Linked DNA regions of Bombyx mori: region 2 is linked to region 1. Evidence: chromatin contacts called from public Hi-C data. All regions are on one chromosome and are shown on one strand. Each heading gives the region's core, a stretch centred on a gene start, on an enhancer-like site or on the middle of the called end of the contact. The rest is flanking DNA. Distances are from core to core; before and after follow the strand shown.

The links. Hi-C and Micro-C count contacts between places; a contact is called where the count stands out from the background.
Region 2: a Hi-C map of whole pupa shows a contact between it and region 1, with 2.2 times the contacts expected there. The contact joins the promoter of LOC101736274 here to the promoter of scf in region 1. A contact is called at or near these places in 5 of 7 Hi-C or Micro-C datasets (middle silk gland, midgut, posterior silk gland and 1 more).

The regions. Positions count from the first base shown.
Region 1 is chr13:16,070,234-16,073,149 of ASM3026992v2, forward strand. It overlaps scf (DNA supercoiling factor), which reads right to left and starts at 1,468. Exons shown (of 6, transcript NM_001043872.1): 1 at 1,032-1,468. The coding sequence starts at 1,249.
Region 2 is chr13:16,246,641-16,249,556 of ASM3026992v2, forward strand. It overlaps LOC101736274 (calnexin), which reads right to left and starts at 1,417. Exons shown (of 13, transcript XM_004927686.4): 1 at 1,247-1,417; 2 at 864-977; 3 at 1-60. The coding sequence starts at 977.

The DNA of each region.
Region 1 (2,916 bases), core at 218-2,717:
TTGTACACTCTTTAAACTGTATAAGTACACAAGAGATTTAATATTATAATTTTTTTTCATCATAAAATCTAGGTCGTAACCACTATTACTGGTGGTAGGACCTCTTGTGAGTCCGCGCGGGTGGGTACCACCACCCTGCCTATTTCTGCCGTGAAGCAGTAATGCGTTTCGGTTTGAAGGGTGGGGCAGCCGTTGTAACTATACTTGAGACCTTAGAACTTGTATCTCAAGGTGGGTGGCGCATTTACGTTGTGGATGTCTATGGGCTCCAGTAACCACTTGACACCAGGTGGGCTGTGAGCTCGTCCACCCATCTCAGCAATAAAAAATAAAAAAAACAAACTCAAATGCATTTCAGACTAAGTCTCATAAGATATTCTGTAGTTTCCTTAATATAATAATAATAATTTTAAGGTTCCCAAACACATTGTATTTTTTGTGTTTTTTTGGTATTTAACCTCTTTAAGCAGTGTAACTAAAAATCTCTAAATCAATTCAATGTAGCTAGACAATTTATCTTGGTAATTAGAATAACTAAATAAAAATCAATATTTTACAGGATTTACAGTACTAAAATAAAATTTAAATATCAATTGTAGAAAACCTCACTGCCTAGTACCTATTAAGTCACCTAATATTGCCACCCTGCCTATTTCTGCTGTGAAGCATGCTAACATATTGAGGACTGAAAGGTGGGACTCAAGGTGAATAGTGGCAATCGCACATTCACATAATGATGTCTATGGGCTACAGTAACCCTTTAACCTTCTACACCTATTTAGGCAATTAAAATAATAACAACGTTTAAGTAACTTACACAAGTTTAAGTAACTTTTATTGTTTAACTTCTATGCAGACAGCACACTATGTATTAAAACATTTTGTTATATACTTTTTCTTTTTTAACATGTGTTATAGATGTCATCATAAAACTTAACATATGCTTTTAAAGCACTACTGTAATTTTTTGTAGTTTTTTTTTCGGAGCTAATGAATAAATAATTAAAAGTAATATACAAATAATAGCTTACCCAAGTCTCCTCTTACTTTCTTCGGGTGATAGTTGATCGAAAGTTTTGGCCTGGTCCTCTCCCAAAAAGGCGTCATGATCAAACTGCTTGTTATGATGCTCATTGCGATAATGTTCAGCATCAGACAGATGATCCATCAACCTCTTCGTCTCTTCATTCGTTGGGACTCCCGCGAACACCATCGAAATTGCCAATAGCACAAAGAAAGACCTCAACATTTTGGCCTAATTATTAAAAACATGCGTTGAACAAAAAATACCGGCGGCAAAAAATATCTTCGTAAAGTAGACTAAATAAATCGAAGTTTTTCAATCAGAATTTAAATTAAGACCCCGGGTTGAAATATGAAGGAAGTTCTATGAGTTTTTTTTTATAAAACTGCTTACTACTTGGAAACCGCCACGTCAACAGAGCCACGTAAACTTCCTGAATCCCAGAGACTTAAAATCAAATTGGAGCGGAAACACTGGAACACGGGAAAATATTGTATGTAGTGAGTGAGTGATGCTAAAGATAAAGATGATGGGGCTGGTGAAATATGTCAAAACATCGATTCACCTCTTTCAAATCGATTTTAAGGTGAAATTTCCAAAGTGTTGAATGGGCTACTATGTGGCAATTAAAAATACTAAGATATATCTATTTTTTTTATTTTATCAAAAGTACATTTTCTATGTAAAAATAATGCAAGAACATTTCACAAATATTTGATATCAAAAGGATTTAGAAAAAATTTGTAGTTTAGTAAAGCAAATGCTTATGGTGCGTACTCTGCCTACCAACCCTTGAATTACTTAATGCTTACATAAAATTCCACATATTATATATTTCCAAAATGTTATCAACATTTTAATAACCCTAAAATTGTGGATTTTATTTTTCGGACTTCACGATGTTTTTGACAAAGATATCATGTTCATGTTTTTTTTTTCGTTGTAAGCTGACTAACAAACGGCGCACCTGATAGAAGATAGTGATAGTTGTTCATGGAAATCAAGAATAACATGAGTTCAAGAAAACCAAGGTAAACCTGCTGAGGACTCTCGTTAAGCATTATTGAAATCTTCGCAGCCTAACGGATGTTAATGACAATCAAACACGCAAACATTTTTATTTGCGTAACTACTGGTGGTAGGACGTCTTGTGAGCTCGCACGAGTAGTTACCACCATCCTGCCTAATTCTGCGGTGAAGCAGAAATGCATTTCGGTTTGAACGGTACAGCCGTTGTACTGTAAAACTGAGACTTAGAACTCATGTCTCAAAGTGGGTGATGGTATTTACGTTGTTGATGTCTATGGGCTTTGATTACTATTTAACACCAGGGGGACCGTGAGCTCATCCACTCAAAGTGGGGTGGTTCCTAGCGAAAAGACCTTTAAAAGGGCTCTGGGGATGAATTGATTGGATCCAGATAATAAGTTCTGATGACAGGTGTGATAGTTAAAAGAGATAAAGAATTCATGTCGAACAACACACACAGAAACGAAGTCCCTCCGTTGGACAAAGAGGACCCGACAAACCGCAAGGACAGGCGGCGTTCTTTAATTTTTATGTTTTGTATTGCATTCGTGACCGCCGTTCACCAGTCTTATCGATTCATCGAAACATTAGCATTGAAAAGTTTAGACACCCGACATCTCTAGATAGAATTTTCGTTCAGAAACACGAACTAATCTAAAACTCTACAAGGAAAAACTTTAAGAACATTTTACTTCTATCAGTATGCCAAAACTTTTTTATTTTATTCTCCTATGATATTCATACAACCGCTTCTTGTTTTAGTGAATTTGCAGAGAACAGAAATCCCTTTTTACAAAATACCTAAAAGCTTTATATAGTAAGATGTGTTCAGAAAACGCAATACCCTACAACACTAAGCTGGT
Region 2 (2,916 bases), core at 167-2,666, 180 kb after region 1:
AGACAGGTACACATTGTCTGAATTCAATTCTGGGCTGACATATTGATCATCTTCCTCAATCTAAATAATTTATAAGAATCATCATAATATCTATCAAAATATAACAACATTTAAGGTAGTGGAACTATTCTTACACAACAGCATAAACAATAGTATCACTGACACTGATAGAAAACATTATTAGGAAACAAAGGCCTTATATTAAGTGTGAGTTTTTAGGAATTACCTTCACCTCCTATTCATTTTAATAGATCATCATTATAAGATATGTTCTCAGAGCACACAGCCACACAGGTTTACCAAGTTTACCAATTAATAAGATTGCTAAATGACAAGTTAGTAACACTTGCTTATGTGTTGAACTATGTTGGTAACTTTGGTTCTCTAGAAAAGGACTTCCTATCCTTTAGAGAGACACCAAGTATAACTTGTTCCTTAGCTTGCTAAATGGCTTTAAGCATTCAGACCTGCCTTGCTATGAATGCTTATGGCTCTGTATGTTGTAATAGGAAGGAGTCACTTCACTGTAACCTAATGGTTGCTGAGAATTGAGATATCTTATATGAGTGAGATATCTTATATCTTATATGAGTCAAAGAGATGATCTATGAGATTTATTATTACTATGTTATTAAATGTTCCTAATTTAAGTTTGGATATTCCATTTTATAGGTCATAAGAGTAAAAGGCAGTAAAATGTCAATTTAAGAAATATTAAGTATGCTAAAATTGACATATTTATCTTTATGATAAGATTAAAAACCGTAGTTTTACGACTAGATATTTTTTTTTTAAATATCTAGGTTTTAAAATGTAGGTCATTTAACCTAAAAAAATAACGTTTATACTTAGGTTTTACTAACCTCCACAGTTGCCTCATCATTTTGGTCGACTTCGTTTGCATTTGTTAGCCTGGTATTGCCGAAAAATGCCAACAATATACTAAATAGAAATAACTTGCGGCTTATTTCAGCCATCTAAAAAAAATTAAATTTAATGTTCGCACACGTTATTCAGCACGATAGAATGATAATTAGTGAAAAGTACAAAGCTCTCAATAACTCGGTAATTATATAAGTGGACTTAATTTAATTAAGAATAGGACAGCACCGCTCGGTTAATCAAATATTGTACTGCGGCGAACTGAATACCAATTTCTGATCGGTGTGTAGTTAGTTATGCACAGCGGATAAAGGATATCCTCATTAAAAGACAAATGTTTTTTTAATATACTATGTGAACATACCTTCGTTTGAGCCTGATACAAAACAAACACTCGTTTATTGATTAGTCTATTAGAATCACTAATATGAATGAAATCGACTGCATAAATTTTTATTTTATTCCTCTAAAAATTTTAGCCAATCAAAAACAAACAGTTGTCAAAGCAACGATCGAGAATTTTCCGATGCGTTCAGAAAAAGAGAAATGTAAAATGATCGACTATCCACTTAAGAAATTTTGCACTCAGATTATGATCATTCTCTGGAGATATTCAAATATGATCACAGGATCACACAATCACTTTCTCTTTTAATATCTGAAATTATAACAATATGTTACTTGAATTCTGTCTCTTATTGGCATTGACCTATTGACGTTTTTTATTTTTGGTACGGTATACTTTGAAAGCTAGGTTTCTAGCTTACTAAGCTTCGATCAATAATAGGAATACAAATAAATATACCATTATGTCTAGTTTTGGATATTTTCCCTACATGAAACGAAACATTTATAAAAACACTAAGCAGACATTCCAAAATAAAATTACGAGAGATTCTTGTTCAACAAAACATATTGGCCACCGTAGAATAATCGAAAATTCAATGCCAATAAAGTGCAATTTGTATGAGGCATCACTAAATATAACTTTTTTAATAAAATTGCAGCTAAATAAATTATTTTCAAAACCTGTCTATCGTACTTAATAGTAAAATGAATTTCCGAAAATAAAAACTGCTAAAGGTTGATCAGCTCAAGTTCGGTCAACAGTAGATTGCACCAATTTGTTCCATAGTTCGAAAAAATGATATTTTAAATTTAACGGCAAAGTTACGATCGTATCAGAGATTTATTTTCTAAAAACAAAAACAGGTGTTTAAGGTGCATCTAAGGTTATTAATTAATTTTCGTCAGTATTCTAAATGTTCCTCATGAAAACAAGCTAGGGAAAAGAAATGTACATTGAAAATCAAGAGGTTTCGATATAACATTCTGTTTGTTCTGATGTAATTTCCTTGTAACAAAAACAAATTGTCAGAACATTTTCAACCAGTTTTAAGTAAGTAAGAGACCGAGAGACAGAGAAGATATATCCTTATACATGTCTCTCTCAGTCTCATGCGTGGATAATGCCCTCGCGCTCTTATCCACAGAGGTATTAAATTGAATTTAGGAGATGATTGGCCCCTTGGATCGGTCTATCTTTTTGTAAGAGGTTTTAAAATAGTTGTCTGGTGGACATAAGTAAAAATCAGCTTTCAGAATATACGTGAAGTTAGGTAATTATTTTGGGAGCTTTAAAGCGTCTGCAAAGCAATTCGGCCGACGGAAAGTGTCTGGGAGTACTGGCGACTTATTTTTAATGATATTGCTTATAATATACGTAAAAATCAGCTTTCAGAATTTACGTGAAGTACGTAATGATTTTATGTACCTTGATTACCTGATACCTGAAAATTGGCCGTCTAACCAAGCTAGCAGGTAGGCATGCGTTCGTAGTACATACTAGCCGTTTTCCAATTATAGCACAAGAGCGTATTATGCGGTATAATGCTCAACTAAGCTTCAGCATAATTCGGCATTGTGCGTCACTGAGTCGCATTATGCTCTGTAATTAACCATTACTTAATGGTAGTTTTCCAATTACAGAGCATAATTACAGAGCATAGCATTACATAATGGTAGTTTTCCAAT